Regions from separate parts of the Mus musculus genome. Here all the other regions are linked to region 1. Evidence: chromatin contacts called from public promoter capture Hi-C data. All regions are on one chromosome and are shown on one strand. The core of a region is the stretch at or near the end of the contact, and the rest is flanking DNA. Distances in the headings are between cores, read along the strand shown.

Region 1 (2,700 bases), core at 94-2,593:
ACTAAATGTCAAGAGCTGCTCCAGGCTGTGCCCCGTGGCCAGGTGAGTAATTCAGAGAAAAGCGAGGAGAGGGGAGCCATACCTAGGGCTATTGTGGTCAGGGTGCAAACATGCTCAGACAAGCAAACTCTCTACTTGGGTATGCTGGAGACAACTCCAAGAATGTATATGTCTGGGGGAGCAGGAGAGCAATGTATGGGGGTTGCTTATGACAAGTGACACAATGGAACGCAAAAATTAGGGTCATCAACAAAAGCTTATAACCTAGATTCTCATCTTCCCTGAAATTTAACAGGTGCCTATTTTTTTTTTTTTTTCAGAACAGGAACTTCTGATTCTTTGCCTAGATAGATGAGTTTGCCCAGCAAAACTGGGTAGCATCTTTCTGGGTCTTTTGCCTACCTCACTGAAGAGCAACCTTGATCCTTGGCCAGTCTGGATGGCTGACATTTCCCACTGTCTGTCATAGTTTCTCACTCAACAAGATACTTCTCTTATGCACGGCTTGCAGACCACGGCTGGTGCAACCTCTGAAATACAACTGTCCAAAATTGTAGTGTGTTCTAGGACCTTCCAACCTTATTCGGCCTTCAGAGTTAATGCACTTGGCTCTTAGCACAGAGACACATGCTAACTCCCATCCACACCCCCATTTCCCCAGGAAACTAACCCCCAACAAGGTCTTTTTCATCATATATTGGTGCTACTTTCTTTTTTAAAAAATAAGGCCTGGATCTGTGTGTTTGTGTCTGTCCACTTTGATTCAGCTTCAGTAGCCCCTTTCTGAAGACTCACTAAGCTCAGGGCAGTAGGCCTAGGTCTTACCAAAGGCCCACCTTTGCCAACAAGGTGGCACAGCTCTGGAAAGGCAAAGGATGGGCTGAGCCCTGTGTGCCTCCTCCCCATTCTTTTCCAGCGCGCGGGCTCTGGGAAAGAGAGCCGACTTCTCTCGGCTTTGTCCGCTCAGCAGCCCGGGGTCTGCCAGGGACCACGGCCGCCCCGCACACACACCTGCTGCCCGCCCCGCGTGGGCGGCTCGGGAGGAGCGTGCTCCGGAATCACCCGGTTTGCGACCGTTCCTCTAGGGCCCCGGGGGTGCGGGTGCGGGGCGGCGCCGTCCCGGGCGCCCTCCTGAGAGGCGGGTCCTGTGGGAGGGCGGGGACCGGGTCCCGCCTCGCCCTCCGCCGGGCCGCCCGCAGGCAGGCGCCGGGCCGGCCGGGAGGTGGTGCTCGCCTCCCCGCGCGGGGCCGTGCGTTGCCCGGCAGCGGCTGCGAGGCTCGGGAGGGGGCGGAGCGGCGCGGCCGGCGTGCAGCGGCCCCAGTCCGCGGATCCGGCCCGGCCCGCCCCCGCCTCGCCGGCCTCGCTGCGCGCCGGTGCTAGGCGCCCAGTCTCCGCCGCAGCGGACGCCGGCGTCCCGGGCCTGAGCGCGCCCACGCCCGGAGGCCGGGGTGTCGGGGAGCCGACGCGTGGCCATGGAGCGGGAGCCCCGCGCCAGGGTTGCACTGGTGCCGGAGCGGTGCGGCCGCGGGCCTTCCTCCCGCCACCGCCGCCCGGGGCTGCTGCTCCCCGGCCTCTGGCTGCTGCTGCTCGCCGGGCCGGCCTCGTGCGCCCCAGGTAAGCCTCGCGGAGCCCCCCGGGACGCGGCCGCCACCCTGGCCGCCTTCTCTGCCGCGCTCGTCACCCCCTGGCTTCCCCACCCGCCCATCCTCTTTTATTCTTCACCGCTCCCTCGCCCTCCTTGCTGGAGATGCTTTCCTATTCTTCCTGGGCCCTGCAAATAAAGGCATGGAGGAGAGGAATAAATCCAAAGGAAAAAAGAGCGAGCGGTTTCTGACCGGTCTTGCTAAAAGGTCTGCAACCTAGTCTTCCGTGAACCATGTTGCCCGAGGCGGGTTTGGTGGTTTCTGCTCCGAAGATGCCTATTTTCTTTTTCCCCTTTGCAAAATGCAGGCACTGGAATTGTGTTTGTGCACGGTTGTGTGAATGTGGCGTAGCGAATGTTTTGGGATACTTTTATTGTTGGGGCAAAGGGATGCATCTGGTGTGTGCAGAAGAGCAGTTGTGCATTGCCGTGAACACCCAGTGTTACCCCAGATGCAAGCAAGCTGGCTGTGTCCCCCAGTGCGCCAGGACACAAAGAACATTCAAAGAAAAAAATCTCTTGGAAAGCGCCCTGGCCATGGATCTTTCCAGGGAACTAGCTATTGGTATTACCTCCACAAAGGCATTACAATGGAGTGTGAAAATATTTTGAGTCTGAAGTGTCAGGGCATGAAAGGAGTCATGGTTGGTTTTTATAATAGATGCAATTTAGTGACTGTTCATCAGCATGGGATTAAGAGACATGATTTATGAGGCGTGTGGGTGGGTTTTGTTTGTTGAGGAAATGGTTTAATTCATGTTGCTTCCCCGAAATGTTTATTTATCCATCCTGAGCACGCACTGCACTGGACTGGAGACCATCTCTGAGGTGACACAGTGCATCCTGTGATTGCCCCAGCCCACACGTGCTTGGTTGCTTTGTGGGTAGGAAAGGAAAGGAGAAAGGAGCAGTTTAGGTGGAGAGCTTCTTCTCACTGCTCAGGAGAGACAGAAAAGCCATGAAAGCAGCCCAGAACCCTGCCTGCTTGTGGGAGCAGGGCCAGAGGACTGCCAAGTGGTTTGAAGGAAGTAGAACGCATTTGAAGGTGTCCCTTAGGC
Region 2 (2,700 bases), core at 14-2,513, 1.2 Mb before region 1:
CCAGGTTTACTTTATTGAGGAGGGAGAGAGAACTTTGGATCTAAAATGTTCCTCAGAAGTTCATGTGATGTGTCTTGGACTCCAGTGATTTATGCTTAGACACAGTTTTGGAGAAATGATTGGCACTGCCCTCATCAGTGGATTCATATAACCTGATGGTGGAAACTCTAGGGGAATGGGCATAGTTAGCTGGGAGCCAGTACTTGGGAGCATGTCCTTGAAGGCTGTCTGCTTACTGACAGATTCTTGCAGTGTAGCCCAGGCTGGCCTCAAGCCTGTGACCCTTTTTGATAGGTTATTTCTCTGATGTTGGTGAAATGAGCCAATTCACACTAGATTCGAGTCTATTAAAGGCAGGTTTATTGGGAAGCTCTCTCAGGCAGGCTAGTTCACTGGCCTCAGGAGTCGCCACGGGGGTAAGGATGGGATAAGGAAGGGAGAGAGAAAAAAAGAAAGGGCATGCAGGCAGAGAGGAGACAGAGAAAATGTCTAGAAATATAGGGAGGAGCCTCTGGGGTGAAGGGCAGCCTAGCTCCTGGGCTGGAAAGTTCAAGGTTGGGGGCAGGGAATGCCAGATAGGGACTAAAAGGACGCTAGGGAAGTCCGGAGGTCAAGTCTGCTTTGATATGTAAAATATGCACCTCAGTTCCTGGTCAGGTATAAAACCAAACACTTTTTTCCTTTAGCTTCCCAAGAGCTGGTATTACAAACAGGCTACCACACATAATTCATTTACAACATTACTGTTATTACTTTGACAGGATCTATTTAGCTTGGGCTGGTCTCGAACTTGCAGCCATTGTGATACTCAAGTCTTCACATTGGTGGGATTCCAAGATGTCTGCCGCCAGGCCCACCTGGGCACTTCCATCAGCAGGGATTCTGACAGTTCCTGTGAGAGAAAGAAACAGATCCCAACACAATAGGTTGGGATCTCACTCTAGATAAAGAGCAGACACAGCCCCAGGCCTTCCCCCACCTTGTACGTGCGCCACCAGCCATAGGCAGAAGTTGGTCCTTGCATGTGGTCCTTTGATGGCTAGGATGGCTAGGACCAGGACCATCCTAGCACACCTGGCTAAGCGTGTGATCACGCCCCTTTAGGGCGGAGCCTAAGCCATCACCAATCAGCGTCGCCGGAGGAGGGCCGCGGGTGCCCTGCGGAGCCCGCAGTTCCTGAGACCTGAGCGCTCGGAGACGCGGTGACACGGCGCGGGACTGGCGCAGAGCTCTCGGGCTCCTCAGCCTCCCTCCCCTCCCCTCCCTTCGCTGTCTTCTCCTTCTCAGCCGGACCGGAACTATGTGATCCCGGAAGTTCCGGGGCCATTGCTGTGTGGGATAAACAGTAATGGCGGAGGCTGCGGCTCCCGGAACAACAGCCACAACATCAGGAGCAGGAGCGGCAGCGGCGGCGGTGGCAGCGGCCTCCCTCACCTCTATCCCCACAGTCGCTGCCCCGTCCCCGGGGGCGGGAGGAGGGGGCGGCGGCAGCGACGGCAGCGGCGGCGGCTGGACGAAACAGGTCACCTGCAGGTAGGACGTTGCGTGGCGCGGCGGAGGGCGGGGGCTGCGGGGCCGAGCAAGAGGCGGAGGCGGGCGTCGCGGGGTCCCCGCTGCGGCTGTCCGTACAGCATCGCTGCGTCAGCCTCCGCAGAGGTTGGCCGCGGCATCGCTGCGGGTTTCAGACTGCGGGCTCGGACTGCAGGGCGGTCCCGTCACCTCGCCTCGCTCAGCGGCGCCCCGGTGCGTGCGGAGAGGACCGGTGTCCCCGCCCTGGCCTCCATCGCTACAGGTTCGGGGATGCGGCGCGAGCTCGCCGATGCGAATCGGGCTCTAACGACCCTCGGTGCGCCCTGAGACCCTCCAAGGGTCCCGGCGAGCTCGGCCGGCCCCGGGGCTCCGAGCCGGGCTATCCGTTTGTAACGTCTTTTCTGCTCTCTGCGCCGCTCACCCCCGCCCCGCCGGGAGCAGCCGCTTTTGTATGCCTTTGTATGTAAGTCGGTGGTCGGCGGTTCCGAGCTTTGTCTCCGAACCGAGCGTTCGGAGCCGGCGTTAGGCTCTTCCACCCTTGGTTTTATGAACTGCCATTATTATTACTGTCCCTTTGAGAGGCGTTCTTCTTTGCGAGAAAGGAGATCCGACCAGAGAGGTTTGGTTCTTGTTTGGTAAGCGAGACGAAATTATTGGGAAAATGTATGATCAGGTGACAGTTATACAGTACGTATGTTAAAAAATAATTCCCCAGCTATAAACGTTGGAGGAAGGATTGTTTGTATTAACGATGGGAGGGGGCTTATTGAGACAGTCCTACTGTGTGGCCCCGGTTGACCTATATAGTCTGACTGCCCTAGAATTTTCGGCAATCCTCTTGTTTTTGCCTCTCTAGTGCGGGAGTGCAGGGGTGAGATGATACCACGCCCGAGTATATAGATTTTAACTACCAGGAAGGACTATATACGCTTTTCTATCGGCTAAGAAAATTAAAAGGAAATGCCACTTTAAACCCGGCAAGGACAGTTTATTAACCGCAAATGCTAAAGGCAATTCCTAATGAACAACTCGGTGTTGATATTAACTCCCAAACTGAAGAATCTTCCAGTCTTTCCTGTAACACATTTAATAACGTCAGATTAAAGCTTTCCCCTCAGTCTGTTCTTTTTTTTTTTTTTTTGAGGCAAGGTCCAGCTTTGCAGCCTGGTT
Region 3 (2,700 bases), core at 154-2,653, 1.3 Mb before region 1:
CACATGGTGGCTCACAACCATCCGTACACGAGATCTGACTCCCTCTTCTGAAGTGTCTGAAGACAGCTACAATGTACTTTCATATAATAAATAAATAAATCTTAAAAAAAAAAAAAAAAGTATCAGTAACTGAGCACAAATGCCTGGGAAGCCAGTACTGAAGCTGGCATTCACAGGGATCCCACTCTGACGACTCAGAGACCCAAGACAAGTGGTCTATCATTAGACTCCTGAATCAAGCTGTAGCCCCATAATGAAAGGGCGAAAAGTAATAATAAATCAACGAGAAGGAAACTGAAACTTAGTTACCAGAAGCCAAACTTCAGGTAAGTTTCCACCTGAACTATTGCTGGGTTGGACCTTTTGTGGCCCAAAAACCCAAACCAAGGGCTGGGAACTTAGATGAATAGTGGAACCCTTCTTCCCCCGTTGGAGGTAAGGGAAATCCAAGCTAAGTAGTGAAACTGGACGGGAAGCATCCCCAAAACGGTATGAAGATCTTAAAAGAAATCTCGGTGGACAAAACCTGCCAGGTTATATGCGAGCGAGAGAGAGACAGAGACAGAGAGACAGAGACAGACAGAGACTGAGAGACAGATCAATACAACAAAATAAAGCTATAAGTATTACAAATCTCGGGTGGAGAGAAGGCAAAATGAGTAAGACACAGCATCCAATCTAGGATTTAAAGTGCCAAATCTAAACACTGACTTGGGGGCGCACGCCTTTAATCCCAGCACTCCGAAAGCAGAGACAGGAGGATCACTAATGAGTTCCAGGTCAGTCGAGGCTACACAGTGAGGCTCAAAAAAAGTGCCAAATTTTAATCGTAAAAATGTACCTAATGGTGAAAAGAACAGACTATACTACCTTACTGACTCAAGGTCTCCGTGTCTGCCCTGCCTGGACCCGTCTTGTCTCTGAGCCCATCTCCACCCGTCTCCATGCGCTCGGGACCTCCACTAGCCAGCTGCTTGGAAGGCTCAGTCCGGGAGACTGTGCGGGACTGGATTCTTATCACTCGGGTCTTAGTTAACGCCTCTCTCCCGCAACCCTGCGCCATCCCTTCACCTCTAGCCCACCAAGCCGACTAAAAGGCCAGTCTCGGTCCAGGCAAAACTACAAGACCCAGCATGCCTCGGGCGGCAGCGGAGTTTCACGCACCCTCCCGGGCGACTGCTTCAAGGTGACAGCGTCCGGATGGCAGCGCTGCCTGTTCAAGCCGGCCGAACCCTCGCCCCCGCCCGACACTCACTGACGGACTCCACTGTCTCCAGCCGCCCGCGCGCGGCAGCCCCGGAGCAGGCGGCCTCCGACGCGGCCGAAAGGTACCAGACGGGTGAGCGCAGACATACTAGCAAGACTGCAGTTCCCACCCCTGATGCGTCACTTCCCCGAGTCCCGGCCCGTGACGTCACTGCGTCGCACTGCGTCTCTACCCGGGCTGATGGTAGGCCACAGGGGACAAGTTCAAGCCATTGGCGGACCTTAGAGGCTCCAGGTTAACGGGCAGATAGGTCGTCCTTCAGGAGGAGCCCTGGCTGCCTCGTGGCACAGCCTGGCAAGGTGCTCTTGGCTGACCTTACTGCTGCTCCCTGCTTTGGCTCATATAGACGGTGCTTTCATGCATGTTCTTGCCACTGTGGGCCCTTGTTAAAGGCCTAAGCCCTTTCTGAACCACGCAATGTTTATTTTATAACATCGCAATGTTTATTTTATAGCATCGTTGTTTCAGCATTGTTCTGAATGACTAATCAGCCAGGGTGTTAAATTTCAGAACCTGGACTGGTGGCACGGGAATCACCTGAGGAACCCAACCCGGCACACTCGGAATAAGTCGGCCAGGAACATGGGGGAAAGTTCCTAACGCCTCGAGCCTTAGCCAATTCGAGGTTTTTTGGCATTTCCTCTTGTTATTAATGTAATAAGCAAGCAGAAAAATAAGGACATGAGGGCAGTCCAGTTAAGATGCAACACCAAGATGGCAACAAATCGAGACCTGACTTCAGCCGTAGAAATGTACTCGCAGTGGGAGCTGTAACACAAATAGATGCACGTAGACGCGCAGATGCGCTCAGTCTCCGGCCATTAGTGGGGAGGGAATATGAATTTTCAAGCTCATCCTCATAAAACAAGACATACATATCTGTTCCGAGTTACTAGGTCTATAGGATAGCCTACTGTCATCTTTCCAGAAAAACTAATTTTTTCACTCACTTCAGATTTCCTTCAAGAAACAAAGGCTCCACTGGCTATTAAAATAGTCCGCCTTCCTCGGCCTGCTTTTTTCTCTCAGTATTGCCTCTGTTGAAATCTGGATAGACTCCAAACCTAAGACTACTCCTAACCCCAAGAGGTTGTGAGAAACGGACTTTTTTCTATAAACAGTAGCTAGCACACCAACAGTCAATACTCTAATAATCTCCACCTTGTAAAATTATTCAAGTATTTTAATCATCTGGAAAACCTGTTTACACAAAGGCCTTCCATTCTGACGACAAGAGCTATGGACCCCTTCCTTCCCTCCTTCCTTTGCATCTATTAGGAACTATCCAACCATGGCAGAGTCTGAGGTCGCACTCTACCAATAGGATGAGACACAGTCATCACCTGTATTAGAATAACAACTGAACTTCCCGCCCTAGTGTGCTTGCAAGGCCACTGTAAGTTATGGCACATTTTACCAAAAGAAAAATTAAT
Region 4 (2,700 bases), core at 18-2,517, 1.3 Mb before region 1:
ACTTCTGACCCACCAAGGTCAGCTTTAGGAAGAAGCAGTTTTTCTAGAAATGCTTCGTCGGCAAGGTTTTCTGAAGGCTTCCGGTCTTTCATAAAGGGCTCTCTCTGCATCACCACGGCCCTGGTTCCTGGGGCAGAGAGCTCCCCAAGTCTCCAGATCCTGTCTTCCTCCAACAAGGAAATACTAGCGAACGCTTTGTACACTTGGGCCACACAACCTGAACCTACAGGTTCCCGGGTCTCGAAAAAGAGGAGGCTGCCCCAATCCTCCCCAAATGCCTGCTGGAGTAAGTATTCCGTCCTTGCCCAAGGGTGGGGGGTCACCTGGACATGCAGCTTGGAGAACTGGGTACAGAAAGCCTCTGAAAAGAGGTCGCGCCGGGTGCTGGCCCATTGGCCCAATTTGATATATGTTGGGCCTGAGGTCTCTGTAGCTTTGAAAAGCAGATGGAGCCAGAGGGTGGAGAGGCCAGGGGCCAAGTAGGTGAGAGGGTACAAGAAGAGGAGGGGGAAGAATTTCGCCAAGAGCACACCAGCGCGGAGCCCTAGGCGGAGACACAGTAAGACGCGGGCCAGAGGCCCTTCTTGGGCCACCTTCTCCACTAGTCCATTTTCCGCCAGGTCACTCCAGTGAGTCTTTCTCTGGCACAAGCTGCCAGGCGCCCCCTCTCCAACACTGCCATGGGCTGAGATTAATTTGGGCAAAGTACCTAGCAGAAACCAACATAGTCTGGCATTGCGAGAGCATCCCAGGGGTCTGGAATGCCCAAGTTCCTTTCTGAACTCAAAGCATCTTAAGTGTGACAAGCAGACCCTGACAGACAAACGCCAGGGGGTCACCATCCTCTCTAGACCCCTTGGCCTAGACTGCTTGTTCTCTACCTAAAGGGAAGCCATTGTGGAGACGCTCCGTGCCGAAGCGGGGATGAGTCGGACCGCGCCCCCTAGCGCAGCCCAGGAGGGGAGGGATAACGGGGACCTGAGCCGGGGACCACGGGTGACAAGCTGTCCAGCGCCAGAGCTCAGAGTGCAGGGAGTCGCCGAGCGCCAGGGACGGAGATGCGGACCCGCGGCCTAGAGAGAACGACGAAGCCTCAGAGGGCCGCGGGAAGACCTGAGAGGCGCGCTCCGGCGGGCTCACGGGCCAGGCTCCCGGGGGGCGGCGGAGATGCCGAGCCGATGGCTCGGGACCTGCACAGAGCGGGCAGTGACAACCAGGCAGAGAGAGAGAGCACTAAGCGTCCGGGCCAGCGCTGCTCCCAGCTTCCGGTACCTGGTTCCGCCCTCTCTGCCCACGACATGCTCCTTAAAGGGGCCACGGCGCGAACTAGGGCAAAAGCGCCTGGGCACATCGAGTTCCTGTGATGATTTAGAGAAAAAACGCAGACGCGAGCTCTGTAGCCCTCTTTTCCGCGTCTGCCTTTCCTCTTCACAGCCTCGTAGCTTAAATCCTAGAAATATTAAACTACACTGAATATTACAAGTGGGTCCAAAGGAAGGACAGATTTTTCAGCTGCTGAGTTCTTGAGTCTCAGGCTACGCTGACTTAGCGGCGGTGTTTAGACCTTAGGGAATGGCTTATACACTTAACTAAGACTTATTGAGCCAAATCAGGTCTTTCTTGAATTTAATTTAATATTTGTTGAGTCACAAGAATATATACTAAACTAGATAGGTAACGATATTATTTTATGTCAAGCCCAACGAAATAAATGAGTTCGATCCGTGGAACCTACATGAAGGAAGGATGTCACCAATTCCTTTTAAGTCGTGTCCCCCACATACAAAATAAATGTCATAGAAATAAAAATGTAGCAAGGGCCACAGAAGCAGTGAGGAGCTGGTTGAATCATAGGCTGGGCTACTTTGGAGAAGAAAAAAAGGGTGTTGGGAGAGGAGCCAAATAAAAGTTCCAAAGTAGGAAAGACTTTTGATGTTCTGAGGGGTGTGTGTGTGTGTGTGTGTGTGTGTGTGTGTGTGTAGGTGATAGAGCATGGGAACTGAGCCTACATAGCCAGGGAAAGGGCTTGCAATTTCTTCTCAGCGCTCTGGAACTTAAAAAGCTGCCTGCCCTGGGGCACCACAGTCCCTACTACCTATCAACAGCTTTTGTCCCTGTGTGGAAAGAAATTTGCACAAAAGTCTGACCAAGGGTAGATTTAAAGACATCCCAGGTGAAAAGGATTATAGAAAAAGAGAAACAAGGACAAGGCCAGGGTTCCTATCACTGGACATGTCATTCAACCTCAAGACACACACCCCCTGGCCATCCAGAAGGCTCAGAAGATATAGTAATTTCTCCAAAGGTAAGATCAGGGCCACTAACAGTCAGGAATAGTGGAGTGGCCAATGGCTCTTCCTGTATGGTCAATAACAGTCCAGTTCCTAACTCTAAAAGATGGGGTACACCCTTTGGGTTTCCCAAGGCAGACATGATGCCTTACACTGCTTTGAAATGTGGTCAGGTGTCAGGCACGGTGCCCTCACTTTCAATTCCAGTAGGAAAGAAGGAAGGAAGGAAAGAAGGAAGGAAGGAAGGAAGGAAGGAAGGAAGGAAGGAAGGAAGGAAGGAAGGGGGAGGTAAGGAAGGAGGGAAGGAGGGAAGGGAAGGAAGGGGTGGGCAAAATCTGTGAGTTGGAGGTCAGTCTGCTTTGTATAGCAAGCTCCAGGCCAACAGGGACTACATAGTGAGACCCTGTTT
Region 5 (2,700 bases), core at 197-2,696, 1.6 Mb before region 1:
TGTTTCTGTTGTCAGTGAAAGGCTTGCCGAGGAGACATGCCTTTTTTATGAGAGGCGGTCTCTCAGCTCTTGTTTTTTCAAGGAAGAAATTCAGAGGAGACACACAGTGTAAGCAGTTTATCTAACAAAGCAAGCGAAGATTTCAAGGAGTGAGCTGTTCCAAAGAGAAGGGCAAGAGCACAGTAGATTCCCCGTCGTATTTTTTTTTTAATTCTTACATTTATAAAGTGGGTGTCATAGTGATAGAGTAGGGCGAGCCTTTTTCTTTCCTAAGTCACGGTGGGTCAGATCACTTTTGAAGGATATTTCTTCTCAGGATCCTCTAGAAAAGCTTATCCTGGCCAAGCCCACAATGAAAATAATATCGTAATGAAGTCATGGTCTCTGCAGGATGCTGACCCTTCACTGGTGCACACGTAGGCAAATACCCCGGTACCTTAGTTGTTGATGCGGTATGAGCAACCTATCTTCATTCCCAAGGACAGTCAACGGTAAAGGGCACTCTGACCCGCAGCTGACACAGCTGCGCAGATAAAGCTGCAGTTTTCTTGGCCCACATATCTGATTTCTTTTGAGATTGCTCAAGATCTCATGATTGATCTCATACTGTCCGTTACGATATTTTCTTGCTCCACAATTAAGACATCTTGCTTTTAAAAAACAATTGAGAGTTTATCATAAAAGTTTGAGTCTGGGATTGACGGCCCAGGTGTGTACCTTTAATCCCAGCACTCAGGAGGCAGAGGCAGATGGGTCTCTGAGTTTGAGGCCAGCCTGGTCTACACGGTGAGTTCCAAGACAGCCAATGCTACATAGAGAAACCCTGTCTCAACAAACAAAACAAAACAAAAAAAGAAAAGAAAAGAAAAAGGCTGGGGACAGAGTTTTACACTAGCTTATCCAAATGTACAAAGAGAAGCAGAACTTAGGCTATCTTCCAAAACACAATTTCTCTGTGTTACTGCTCCTGTCTATCTCCTATCCAAGAGTTCTATCCCTGTACCCCGAAAAGAGAACCACAGCTCAACTCCTTGATTGATAGGAACCCAACACGGTCAGAAAGACTCTGAGCTAGCATCAAGTATCTTTGGAACGCAAAGAGCATAAGCTCTAATGAAAAGAAAAATGAAACGTGAAGACAAAGGAAAAATACTGCATTTCATTCTATTATCACAGAGCAAGGAGCTTCAGCGAGGAGGGACTCAGCTCTGGCTATTCTCGACAAAATGATGCGTGTGGTCCCTCTAGAACCTTCCTGGATAGCCAAGGCTCCCCCACTCTCAGAACCACACCCACACAACCCGGCTTTCCTCGCGGGCGGAGGCCCTGGGCTCAGAGCGAGCGCGGCCGCTAGGTGTCGCCCGAGGTCCCGCCCCCAGGGAGTGAGAGTAGTTCCGGGTTGTCCGCCGACTCCGCTCTAGCCATCAAGCTTCCGCCTCTCTCCTGCTCTCTGGAGCTGGGAAGCAAGTAAAGGGGGGCGGGCCTTCCGGGGACGCGCGTGCGCGAGGTCAGGAGCAGGTAAGGCAAGCGGAGCGCTGGGGTCACAGCAGAGGGCGGCGGCGGTGCGGGCGGACCCGGGTCCCTAACCTGGTGGAATTGCCAGATCCAGTCGAGTCAGTTAGGGGCCTTCCTGGAGCTTCCACGTGTACCCCACAAACACCCGAGGCTTTCCCCTTATCCTGTGGGGAACTGAACAAACCAAAAACGCACTTCCTTTCTCCTAGTGAGCCCGCCCTCGCACTCAGTTTTGTGTGGGATGCGCCGGCGATATTTGTTGATTGTTATTTAAAATGCAGTTTAGATGATGCTTGGGAAAATGAATGACTCTACTACAGCTTCCAGCGCCGGAGGAGTGCGCGAATCAGACAGCGGAGAGTATGAGTTGTGCATGCTGAACAAAAAAAAAAAAATAAAGTTATCTGTTCGGAGGGGTTCATGCCCTGTGACCCAGTAAAATAATTGGTACCAGTTTTTAAATGCTCTGAGCACGTTGCTTCTCAGTAACAACTCGTATGCATTCCTTGGGTCGTGATTAGGCAGGCACTATGCCTTCAGCTTTCCTTGTCAGTCGAAACTCAAATAATAAGGTAAATTGTACTCCTGATGTTGATAATTGACCTACACTTATACCCACACAAGTGTACCTGCAAGCATTTTAAATAAATAGATCCATGAGAAAGATAAACTTATCTTTTTATGCCAAAAGGGGAAAAAAGAGTTCTGAATTTTCAGATGTGGGCTTTATGTGTTTTGCTTGACATATTTAAGTAATTTGGTTTTGCTTCTCATTTTCAACGGTTATTTTCACCTGTATTTTTCTTTCATTCACATTTAAAGAAACATGATATTTCAAAGGAACTAATTTGTGAGGCTGAAGAGATGGCTCAGTAGTTAATAGAGCATATTGCTCTTGCAGGATCCAGGTTGAGTTTCTAGTCAGATAACTCACAACCACGTATAACACCATTATAGGGCAGAGGTTCTCAACCTGTGAGTCACATATCAGATATCCTGCATATCAGATATTTACATTACAATTCATAAATTCATAACAATAGCAGAACTGCAGTTATGAAGTAGAAATGAAATAATTTTATGGTAGAGGGGTCAGCACGACATAAGGAACTGTATTAAAGGAACGCCGCATTAGGAAGATTGAGAACTACTGGTCTAGGGGAACCCTCTCCATCTTGCCTCCCT

Evidence for each region. Promoter capture Hi-C pulls out the DNA fragments that hold promoters and counts their contacts. Capture Hi-C pulls out chosen DNA fragments and counts their contacts.
Region 2: a contact with region 1 is called in a promoter capture Hi-C map of liver, with 2.6 times the contacts expected there. The contact joins the promoter of Mkrn1 here to the promoter of D630045J12Rik in region 1. A contact is called at or near these places in 2 of 39 promoter capture datasets (both in liver).
Region 3: a promoter capture Hi-C map of adipose tissue shows a contact between it and region 1, with 5 times the contacts expected there. The contact joins the promoter of Ndufb2 here to the promoter of D630045J12Rik in region 1. A contact is called at or near these places in 2 of 9 other capture datasets (adipose tissue and liver).
Region 4: a contact with region 1 is called in a promoter capture Hi-C map of liver, with 2.1 times the contacts expected there. The contact joins the promoter of Adck2 here to the promoter of D630045J12Rik in region 1. A contact is called at or near these places in 2 of 39 promoter capture datasets (liver and pre-B cells).
Region 5: a contact with region 1 is called in a promoter capture Hi-C map of pre-B cells, with 2.8 times the contacts expected there. The contact joins the promoter of Mrps33 here to the promoter of D630045J12Rik in region 1. A contact is called at or near these places in 1 of 39 promoter capture datasets (pre-B cells) and 2 of 9 other capture datasets (adipose tissue and liver).

The regions. Positions count from the first base shown.
Region 1 is chr6:38,252,782-38,255,481 of GRCm38.p6, reverse strand. It overlaps D630045J12Rik (RIKEN cDNA D630045J12 gene), which reads left to right and starts at 1,343. Exons shown (of 20, transcript NM_194061.3): 1 at 1,343-1,614. The coding sequence starts at 1,473.
Region 2 is chr6:39,418,932-39,421,631 of GRCm38.p6, reverse strand. Mkrn1 (makorin, ring finger protein, 1) reads left to right here and starts at 1,263. Exons shown (of 8, transcript NM_018810.2): 1 at 1,263-1,533. The coding sequence starts at 1,349. Gm10244 (predicted gene 10244) reads right to left here and starts at 1,254. Exons shown (of 2, transcript NR_152168.1): 1 at 980-1,254; 2 at 338-892.
Region 3 is chr6:39,591,268-39,593,967 of GRCm38.p6, reverse strand. It overlaps Ndufb2 (NADH:ubiquinone oxidoreductase subunit B2), which reads right to left and starts at 1,403. Exons shown (of 4, transcript NM_001358797.1): 1 at 1,256-1,403. The coding sequence starts at 1,353.
Region 4 is chr6:39,572,443-39,575,142 of GRCm38.p6, reverse strand. Adck2 (aarF domain containing kinase 2) reads right to left here and starts at 1,267. Exons shown (of 8, transcript NM_178873.3): 1 at 1-1,267. The coding sequence starts at 842.
Region 5 is chr6:39,809,682-39,812,381 of GRCm38.p6, reverse strand. Mrps33 (mitochondrial ribosomal protein S33) reads left to right here and starts at 1,446. Exons shown (of 3, transcript NM_010270.2): 1 at 1,446-1,518.